Linked DNA regions of Sus scrofa: regions 2 and 3 are each linked to region 1. Evidence: chromatin contacts called from public HiChIP or PLAC-seq data. All regions are on one chromosome and are shown on one strand. Each heading gives the region's core, a stretch centred on a gene start, on an enhancer-like site or on the middle of the called end of the contact. The rest is flanking DNA. Distances are from core to core; before and after follow the strand shown.

Evidence for each region. HiChIP or PLAC-seq counts read pairs in DNA pulled down with a chosen protein or histone mark.
Region 2: a contact with region 1 is called in an H3K27ac HiChIP or PLAC-seq map of alveolar macrophages. The contact joins the promoter of FAM192A here to the promoter of HERPUD1 in region 1. A contact is called at or near these places in 2 of 5 promoter capture datasets (fetal liver and liver), 1 of 47 Hi-C or Micro-C datasets (blood) and 1 of 2 datasets of contacts at active chromatin or transcription factors (alveolar macrophages).
Region 3: a contact with region 1 is called in an H3K27ac HiChIP or PLAC-seq map of skeletal muscle. The contact joins the enhancer-like site here to the promoter of HERPUD1 in region 1. A contact is called at or near these places in 13 of 47 Hi-C or Micro-C datasets (blood, brain, embryonic fibroblasts and 6 more) and 2 of 2 datasets of contacts at active chromatin or transcription factors (alveolar macrophages and skeletal muscle).

The regions. Positions count from the first base shown.
Region 1 is chr6:18,899,294-18,902,814 of Sscrofa11.1, forward strand. It overlaps HERPUD1 (homocysteine-responsive endoplasmic reticulum-resident ubiquitin-like domain member 1 protein), which reads left to right and starts at 1,878. Exons shown (of 8, transcript XM_021093900.1): 1 at 1,878-2,308. The coding sequence starts at 2,168.
Region 2 is chr6:19,152,579-19,156,099 of Sscrofa11.1, forward strand. FAM192A (protein FAM192A) reads right to left here and starts at 1,710. Exons shown (of 7, transcript XM_021093905.1): 1 at 1,583-1,710. RSPRY1 (RING finger and SPRY domain-containing protein 1) reads left to right here and starts at 1,835. Exons shown (of 15, transcript XM_021093906.1): 1 at 1,835-2,338.
Region 3 is chr6:19,134,004-19,137,524 of Sscrofa11.1, forward strand. It overlaps FAM192A (protein FAM192A), which reads right to left. Exons shown (of 7, transcript XM_021093905.1): 5 at 1,578-1,711. Among named protein-coding and RNA genes, the nearest start is that of FAM192A, 19 kb to the right of the region's middle. Within about 2 kb of position 1,783, at least 2 of the 83 cell types and tissues checked have an H3K27ac peak or open chromatin away from gene starts, as enhancers often do. A contact at or near this core is called in skeletal muscle, where this site is marked.

The sequences.
Region 1 (3,521 bases), core at 628-3,127:
AACCACTGAACTATACTTGCTCATACAAATTGTGTACACAAGTCCCTATTAGATTTAGTTAATAATTGCTGCCCTTATCATTTTTATTCAAATCCCACTCATCTTTCAAAGTTAAGCTCAAATTCCACCTCTTCCATCCAGTTTTCTCTGTCTCCCCTCTTCTCCACCTGCCTCTGTAACCCCTCAATGTAATCATGAATCATTCAGAGATGTATGAGATTTTGGATTGTCTTTTTTTCTGTTTTTTCCCTGTCTTATCACATTGATTATATTCGTAAGGTCACTGAGAATAGGGTCATTCCATGTTTATCTTTCTATTCCTAGCATTTAATGTTTTCATAAATTCCTGAATTTAATGTTTTTATAAATACAGTTGGCCCTCCACATCTGCGGGTTCCACACCCACCAATTCAACCAACTGAAGATGGAAAATGTTCCAAAGAAAAAAAAATTCCAGAAAGTTCCAAAAGGCAAAACTTAAAATTGCCTCGCGCTGGCAACTATTTACATAGCATTTACATGGTATTTATAATTCTTTACATTGTATTAGGTATTATAAATAAGCTAGAGATGATTTAAAGTATATGGGAGGGTGTACATTGGTTATATGCAAATACTATGCCATTTTATAGAAGGGACTTGAGAAGCTGAGGATTGGGGTAATGGGGGGGTGTCCTGGACTCAATCCCTTGTTCTATAGGCAGAAAAATAAAAGTCCTTTAAAAGGAGCTAGCTCATTGATTACTCAAGAGGGAATCACAGAAATTGGATTGCCTTTTCCCTAGGGAAAATCACACCCCTTTAATTTCTTACTATTGAGTGAAAATGGATGTGCTGTTTTAAGGACTTAATGTTTGTCGCTGCAGGCTACAGAAAACCATGATATATGGCATATATCTGAGTTCCCAGTGAAGCTGTTTTTTCCTGTCTGGCTGCCTCCTCTAAGGCCTTCCGCTTGTCTTACCTGGCCTCATAACCATCAGAAGGAACCAACCCTGCCTGACACCTTGATCTCAGACTTAGCCTCTAGAGCTTTGAGACAATACAGTTCTATAGTTTTTAACCACCCAGTTTATCTTAATAGACCCACCAACCAGACCAAGTTCCTCCTGACACACCTGGCAAAACAGACGTCCCAGCAGGATTAGAACAAATGGGGCAGCACAATGTCAGTTTTGTATGTCAAGACCTTTTTTTCCTACAGATGGAGAGTGCCTGCATCAGGGAGGCCTTTGTGGTCACATTTTTAGGACACTGAGAACCCTGCCTGCCTTGTCTCAGCCCCAAATTCAAGGAAGCATGTGTTAGTATTCTATGACGGGAGGCCCTTTTCTAGCATCTCTCAGCATAAGCTGGATTGTGGCCTGTTGGCCCCCCCGTTAGGGTGATGTCCCCACACTTGGGGATGTAACGTTCAAGTCTGAGGCCACAGATGAATGGCCAACATCAGTTCGGATGCCTGCATTCTCAACCCCAGGAAGACTCGCCCTTTATTTTCCTCGCCCTTCTAAAACGCACCAGGAGTGCCCTTCCGGGTGGGCTCACAAATAGGATCACCCCGGTTCTTTGAGGCAGGAGTCAGGGGTTGGGGAAGGCCTGCCCCCGGGGGGGCGGACCTGACCTCGCCCGCCACCCAGGGAAGGCAAGAGTAAGTGGGGCTGGGGTCAAAAGGGCGGGGGTGCTGCTTTGTGAGGAAACAATTTGCAGAGGCCGCCAGACAGGGGTCTGCAGGGCCGGCCCGCCCCAAAGCGCCTTGACCAACCCGAGCCAAGGAGCAAGACCGTATCCTCAGGGCCGAGGCGCCCATGCGGGCCGCTCGCACCCCAGCATGGCCAGCGAACGCAGATTCTGCGGCTGCAGCAACGACTCTGGGTGACGCCACGGCGGCAGGTTGCATCAGCCCTCGCCCACGTGCTTCGCCCGCCCTTCCGCCCACGGAGCCGGGCGCCGATTGGGCCACGTTGGGGCAGGGGCCTCCGCCTCAGCCAATGGGGGGCAGCCACAGAGCGTTCTGTCGGCGGAGCCCGGGCGCGGGGTCCCTATAAAAGGTAGCCGAGGTGGGGGCGCGCGCCCCAAAGACGCAAACCGTTGTCGCGGCGGTTGTGGGCTGCTGCGAAATCGTCTGCCTGGCATCCGGGAGCGTCGCCGAGCCCACAGCGCCGCCAACATGGAGCCGGAACCCGAGCCCGTCACGCTCCTGGTGAAGAGCCCCAACCAGCGCCATCGCGACTTGGAGCTGAGCGGCGACCGCAGCTGGAGCGTGGGCCGCCTCAAGGCCCATCTGAGCCGCGTCTACCCCGAGCGCCCGGTGAGAGGGGGGCCCCCGACTCCCGCTGCCAGCGCCCGGGCTGTCCACCTCGCGGCCCCTAAGGGTGCCGTGTCCCCCTCCCCTTTGCCTTTACTTCCTTTCGCCGGCCTTCCCCCGACGGCCGGTGCTCCCCAGGTCTGCTCTCCCCGACCTGTGGTCTCCCTCTTCCTGGCCCCCGTCCTAGCCCAGTGGCTGTCACTTCCTCGTTCCAGGCCGCCATCGCTCCGCCTTCCTGACTGGCTGCCTTCCCCTGTCGCCTCGCCTCCTAGGTCCCCAAGACCTCACACTCCTGCCATACCTGTCCATACCCCTTCGCTGCACCCTAGATCTGGCGTCCAGCCGTCCCCCGACCACTGATACAGCCCTTTGACCTTGAGCGAGTCATTTCACCCTCCAAGCCTCAGTTTCCCCAAAACGTCAGGGTGACGAGGTGTGTTCCTCGTTAGGATTGCGCCCAATGAAGACGAATGAGAAAACATAAAGGCTGCGAAATGAGTTCTCTGAATATAGCCCCTCGTTGCGGAGAGGAGAGGGCAATTGCCAACGCCAGCCAGTGGCCAGAGAAACATGGTGGGCACCGGGCAGTGTGTACTTAAGGTCCCACACCCAGGAGCAAGACGTGGCTCTTTCCCTCCCAGTCCATCTTCCGCCCTGGGCCCCTCCCTGTGAGCTGGACTCCACAGCCTTTGCTTAGTCGTAGGGGGAGAGTGGTGCACTTTCTGGTAAAGAGTGATTCGGAAAGGAAATAGGTGGAAGGAATCTCCTGAGTCTGGATTTTAAGACTGGGGTCTCTCAATTACAGAGATTTCCTCGCTTTGTTTTGGTTGACATGTCTGTCAATATCACCCTTAGCGCCGCCCTCCCCCCCTGCCCACCACGTGATGGAGGCTCTGAGCTGGACCTTCCTGTATTTACTTTCTACTCTAATATTATGTAAGCCTCAGCAGTGTGCTTCACCACCCACAAATGTAATTCTCCATCAAACAGGAGAGGGCATCAGGGCTGGAGACGATTGTGAAATCGTTCCTTCTTTGAAGAGTTGCAACGTGTCGCAGCTCATGGGTCGAATTGTTTTCGTTTCTCATTGTAGAGGATGTGGAAGTGAGTTTGCTGTCAGAGTCGTTCTTTTGAAATGTGCTTATTTATTTAATAAGCTCCCATTCCTTTAGCATTCGCCTTGGCACTGTTTGTAATTTCACCGTGGCTGCCTCCA
Region 2 (3,521 bases), core at 460-2,959, 250 kb after region 1:
ATTCTAACCAAAACATCAAAAATTCTTATAACGTAAAGGGGAATACTGCTATTTGACATAATTCTTTTTTTTTTTTTTTTTTTTTGTCTTTTTGCTATTTCTTTGGGCCGCTCCCGCGGCATATGGAGGTTCCCAGGCTAGGAGTCTAATCGGAGCTGTAGCCACCGACCTACACCAGAGCCACAGCAACGCGGGATCCGAGCCGCACCTGCAACCTACACCACAGCTCACGGCAACGCCGGATCGTTAACCCCCTGAGCAAGGGCAGGGACCGAACCCGCAACCTCATGGTTCCTAGTCGGATTCGTTAACAACTGCGCCACGACGGGAACTCCTGACATAATTCTTACTTTGATACAGCCAGAAAGGATTTCCCCAGGGAGTTAAGGCGCCAAGACCTCAGGTGAGAAAGATAATTGGGCAGCCTCTACCTTCGGACCCTTACAAACTGTTAATCTCAAACTCTATTTGAAAGGCTATAAAAGCTACCTTTGTCTCAGTTTAATTTCTTGAATCAAAAAGGAGTCTACACACTAGTTCTTCTCAAGATTTTCTGAAGCAGTGCCCTTCAAACCATTTAATGAGGTCCTTGTTAACACATCAATTAGTCACACAGCTGAATTATCAACAAATCTTACCTAACAGGTAGTACCCAAGAAGTCACTGGGGATTCTGACCACCAGACCCGCCCCTGGCTTCCTAGGTCCCACTCAAACTTGAGTCAGTCAATCTGAGGTGGAGTTGAGAATCTGTATTTTAGGGATACAGACCTCTTGTTTTCTACGAGTTTAAGAACCAGTGCTACGGACAAATAGGTCTCCCTCTTTCCCGCCGTGCGTGCTGACTTTCACATGGACCAGCAACTCTCAAATGAGTCACTTCAACGCTCGGTCTTAGTTTCCTAAATTTTCCGCAAAACGAGCACACCTGTTTGTTTTCTATTAGAAGAAAAGGCACTGAGCACAGCGAATGGTACATGGTACATAATTAACGTTTCCCATCCTACACTGATTCTGTGATTCAATCATTTTCAACTAGGCACCTCCACATCTCCCGAGAAGGCTGGAGCCTTTCCAAGACCTCGGGGTAGAGCCGGCTCCTCACTTGGAACCGGGGTGGCCCCACTTGGTAGAAAAGGTAGAGGGGGGCCGGGAAGAGGCCCAAAAGTCCCAGGACCGCTTGAAAGGGTAGGGATCCTCCCCCACAGCACCTGGAGGCGTTCCCGCCGGACTCCCTCGGCTTCCCTCAGCCTGGGCCCCGCAAGTCCCGGGCCCCAGTGACTCAGAACACTGGGCGAGTATACAGATTGAGAACAGGCCTGGCTCTAGACCTCACAGCAGAGGCAGCCCCCCATCTCCTCAACAAGGAGACTGGAGCCCAGGTCTCCTACCCGGCCAGGGCCCAGGCCGCACTCACCTACCAGCGTGCGGGAGGCGAGACCCCCTCACCTCGGCGGCGCCCACCCCAAACCGCCACCACAAAGGCCGCTCGCTCTTTACGAGAAAGAAAAAGAAAAAAACCGAAAGAAAACAGCCTCTGCTTTTATATTTCTTCTGACCCTTCAGGGCTTCCTGTTCCTCACCGCCACAACAAAGTTCCGCCCCGCTTCCGGCGGCGTAACCCAATCCGCCCCTCTCCTCCTCCCCAGGAGACAGCTGGAAATCCGGTGCCTGGAATGCTAGCGGGAAAGATTTGATTGGGCCATTCACACCTCAGCAAGGGGATTGGCCAGCTCTCGCCGGAGGGGAGGGCCGGGGCCGTGACGGCACGTGATGCCACCCCTGAAAGATGATTGGCTGTTAAGAAGAGGGTTGCCACCGAGGAAGGGGCGTTTCCTGGGGGACTGAGGGAGGGCCCGGGCGGTACGAAGCGGGGGTGGGCCCAGTACGTAATGGCAGCGCGGTGGCCTCGCGTCCATCTTTACCGCTCTCTCGGACCTGTCACAAAGGAGTAGCCCTGCCGCCGCCGCCCCCTCCCTCGGGTGGGCCCAGGAGCTGGAGAAAGTCAGTGCCGCAGCCCAGACGCGCTGCTCCGGGAAGCCCCTGGGGACGCGGAGCGGGGGGGAGCCCTAGGGCTGGGGACGTCCGTGAGGGAGAACAGCCGCCTGAGTGCGGCGGCGAGACCAGACTTGGGTCGGAGGAGGCTCCGGGACGGGGCCTGGGAGGTGGGTGGCGTTGGGCAGAGCCCAGAAAACAGCCCGGAGGTTCTCCAGAGACGCCCGTGCTGAAGGCGCCAGGAGAGGTTCCTGGAAGAGGGTGTTCCCCCTTTAGGGGGTTCTCGACCGGAGGAGGTTGTTGGGGGTCGCCCTTCTGAGGAGGCCGCGGCGAAAGGGATCCAGGTGAGAGGCAGGTAGCTCCTGGTAGGCTCCTGATATTTAGGGGTGCTCCTCTTGTGGTGCCCAGGGGTAGATGGGAGAACGCTTTGGGAGGGTTTCTTTTTGTGGAGTTTGAGGTTCGGGCGGCACGAGTGGGAGACAGATCATCCCCCGGCGACTTAAACGTGCCTTAGGCTCAAGAGTCGCCTCAGAGAGAGGTTAGGTGTTGGGAGCCAGGGCTAACGGGTTCTCCTACCTCGGAGGCCTGATGTGGAAAATGGGTAAGGGCCTGGGGAGAGGGGACTGCCTCGCCGTTCCAGGGAGAAAGGACCACCAGCCATAGGAACGCCCGGGTGGGGAATAGTGAGAGGGAAGCGGGAATGGCAAGGATTTTCCTCCCAAACAGAGGATTCAGCCACTTCTGGGTGTACAGTGCAGGTGCAGTGGGGCAAGTCCGTCCCACCAACACTCCCTGCGTGACTCTAGATCAGGCTTTTGTTCCGACCTGTTACCTGTTTCCCTGTTTTTGGGGACGGAGATCGAGGCAGAAATGGTCCACTGAGACTCTTCAGTGCTATCCTGTATAGTTGTCTGAATGAGGCTGCTCCCCCTAGAGTGTTGTACTTTGAACTTTTAAAGGTTAGAAGTGTCTATTGAATTGACTGAATAGAGTCCCACGGTTGTCCAGGCCCCTTACCTACCATCTCCTCCTCCTTAACCTCCTTGGTCTCTTCTGTACAATAACACAGTGTGTGAAAGTACTTTACAGACTACAAGCTGTGTGAAAGTACTGTGATTCTACCATCAAAGGGGTTGCTGTTGAGGAATGAAAGTGAAGGCACTTTCTAAACTGTAAAGCAGTATGTAGATGAAGGGATTAGCATTAATACAGTTGCTGGTCACCTATGGAGTATTGGGAGCCATGTTGTACTGAGAGCTTTAAGGTTTACAGCTTTTTAGGTCATATAAACTAAACCCATGGTTTCAGCCCTTGCTTAGATGGGGGTGGAGGGATTTCCACATTTACTGCCATAGTTCTAATTTAAACTTCTGATGGTACCGGCAGGAGACATAATCTTTTCCTTCAGGAATTTTTTTTTTTTTTTTTTTTTTTTTTTCCCCTGACAGCTGAAATTTTCCTCCAGGTAATTTGATCTCAATATTGTAAACTACCTCCCCTTTTTCCATATATGTATACCTATGGCCA
Region 3 (3,521 bases), core at 533-3,032, 230 kb after region 1:
CGAGCACAGAAGGCTGACCCAGTGTCGTTCTCAATGCTCTGGGTCTTGAGTTCAGTGATAGGTTCCCAGGTGCCTGTTTTATTATTATGCTTCACAACACACACACCAGGCATCAGACTTTCACCAAGCACCAGAATCATCCATGGAACTTTAAAAATTAAACTCGTGGACCTCACTCCAAACTTACTGAGCCAGAATCAGTATGAGGCACAGCAGTAACAAACTTCCAGGTGATTCTAATAAACCCGAGGCTGGGTCGATTAGGAACTCCTGCCCCAGGAGACTAATTTATCACCTTGTTACACAAAACAACAATAAAGGACGATCCAATAAAAAGTGATCTAAGGACTAAGCAAGAAAGATACTTATTTAACACCCATTCTGCTAGCAGCAAGACACGGTTGAGAGGTAGCTAAATGCCTTCTACAGAACCCATTCTCAGTACAGTCCAGTAAAACGAACCCAGGTCCAAATCCTTAAAGATGCCGGGCCAGGCAAGAGAGCTTGTATGAAAACTTGAAAGGAATAATTCATGCCTTGGGTAACTGGCCCCTTCCAGGCCACTGATACCCTCCCGTTTGCTGTTATACTGTGACAACATTTTTACACATAAACAACGCTCCTAGGAACATCAGCAGAGGGATGGTGTGCCAAACCACAGAACTGCATCAGGGCACTCCCTTCAAAACATGTGGCTGGTCGCCAAAATACATGATTTTCCTAATAGACTGCACTTAAACCTTAACATCATTTTGCCTGCAGTAAAGAAGGTCAATCAAATTGAAATCACCAGATTGAATCACTTTGGTGCCATTTCAGGATTTGGAAAGGGAGAAACAAACATAACAAAGAACTTACCAAAACATCTAGGCAGTGCTGCCACCCCACATCAATTAAGCAGAGCCCCAGCCTGGTGTGTACCCTTGTCAAAGCTACCATGTTCTTACAGGCCACAGTGCCTTTGCGGCAGCTCTGCCCCTGCCTGGGATGCTCTGCTCTCCCCATCTGCCTCTCTAAGCCCCAGTCATCCTACCTAATCAAACTTTCCTTTCTAAAGCCTTTCCCCAATATGAGCACACGTATCCTCTCCAGGGAGAGTTCCGGGTTTCCTCCTCCCTGCTCTCACTACGCCCTATATAAATCCTTCCTAGAACGTGCTGCCTTGTTTCCCCTAGAAACATAGATACTCAAATACTGAACTCCACCTTTCCCATTACTTTGTGACCTTGGACAAAAAGGTTCTCAACCTCTGAGATTCTCAGTCTCTTCGTCTGATAATAACAACTTGTGCTTCAAAGACTGGCTGAGAGGAATAAAAGAGATCATGCATGGAAAGCTAAATTAACATAATGCCTGGCATATGGCAGGTGTCCAGTGAAGAGAAGCTATTATGTTGAAGGAACCATCAGAGACAAGAGTCAAAGGCTACAGGAGACACCAAATTTGGTAGGGGAGAAAGAGGTAAAGGAACTTCACCAAGACTTAAGCTTTGGTGACCTTTTGCTCGGCTACCATTACTCTGGCATTTCAGAGCACACGGTCAGAGGGAGATCTGAGTTGTCTAAATGTGGGCTGACCTCTTATGTTTCACAGCTCCTGCCAACAGTTTCGCCTGGGAGAACTTGTTCTTGGTTTCTATGGGTTTCACAGCTACTTTCTTCTCCACTTCTTTCTTGTTTTCTGGAGAAATTCCAACCTTGTTGAGATTACTGTGAGTTACAGGTTAAGGGTCAAACTAAACAAAAACAAGAGCTACAGCAGGACAATGGTAAATCGAGAGACAGAAGACAGCTGGAACCCACTGGCACTTGAGCTCTGCCACGTAGCGTTCGGCTTACTTATTTTAAAAAATTCCCTCCCCTCCGCAGAAATAAAGATTCTGCCCATCAAATCCAGCTGATTTTAAAAGAAATGAAGGTGGCCAGAGGAAGAGAACAAATTAAGCCCAAAATAGAACAGAGAAGTAAACTCTTCCCCTTTGATTCTCAATGAAAATCTGAGTATGGCCAGAAAACGTTCTATTACCAAAGACATGGTCAGTATCATGCTTGATGGGGAAAACAAAGATCTTGAATAATGTAACAGAAAAAAATGTGACTTTCCTGAAAACATAAATATATCTGTTTTGCTCCCCTAAGGGTAAAAGCCAATTTTACAGTGTCCTCTGACTATCAGTAGCATTCAACTGTAGATATCCCATGAAAACAAACTCCTACTCTACTGGTGCAAGACAATGAGAAGCCCCTGCATATCTTCAACACAAGAACCAAAAAGTTGTTTTAAAGGCATAAAACAACCAGTGCACTTGTAACATTTTTCATGCTTGATGTCAATCTCTGGCTTTCAAGATCTGTCACTTTCTTTTGTTCCACCAGCCCCCTCCCCTCCTTCCCTTTCATGCGCTCTCACAACCTATTAGTCAAGAGCTAAGTACTGGAACACAGTGCAATTCCTTAAATTTAAGATGCCGTAGTGCTTTATCGGTACAAGAGTGACATCTAGTGCCCAACGTATCTCTTTACATATTATCAGCCCAAAGGGCTGGGGCTGTGGGTATTTGGTCTTAAACTATTTATTTACGTAACTTTGTACAATGGAGTAACGGGTTTCAGAAATTAAGAAATCCTAATTCAAACCACTCTTCAGGCACTAACTCTATTCTTATGGATACCAGTTATCTTAAGTATTTGCCATAATCAATGGAGGTTATGCAGAATGCTCAGTACTATACTGAATTTCATCAATTTAATGTTTTAATGTTTTGATAATATGCTAATACTGTTCGTTTTTTTAGAATAAAAATCAAAGAAATAAAAATTTCATCTTTTAGGAACAGAATACCAAAAACTATAAGCATGCTGAGATTTTTACCTCCAAGTCCAAAGTTACAGGATAGAAACTCTCAAAAATTTTTTTCTTTTTCTGGCTGCTCGATGGCATAACAGAATTCCTGGGCCAGGGATCAGATCCAAGCTACACCCGTAGCAACACTGGATCCTTAAACCCACTATGCTGGGCCAGGAATCAAACCTGTGTCTTAGCACTGCAGAGACTCTGCCGATCCCACTGCACCACAGTGGGAATTCCCCAAAGAAAATTCTTAACATTAAACATTGAAAAACACAACAAAAATGGAAAAAAATAATAACAAAACCACACATAATATTAAAACAAAAACCCAACACTTTCTATTCTTTTAAAATGAAGAAAAGTCTTCAAACTTTTCTTTTGGGGGGGCAGGTGGTGAGGTGGTAATAATATTATTTTTGATCCACATCCAAAGCATAAGCAATTTTTTCCCCTTAAGTCCCTCTCTCCGTAAAATGCTTTAAATACACAAACACATCTCAAAAATCTCAAGGAATTCATTAGATGAGGCATTTTTAAAAATCACAGTTTTTAAACACATATTACTAAATATTGCTTTAACTAAGGAAACAAGAGTTCTGTTGTTTATATTGGCACAATCCACAGCTTATTTGTATTCACAATTATCACAGTATAAAATATATCATATTACA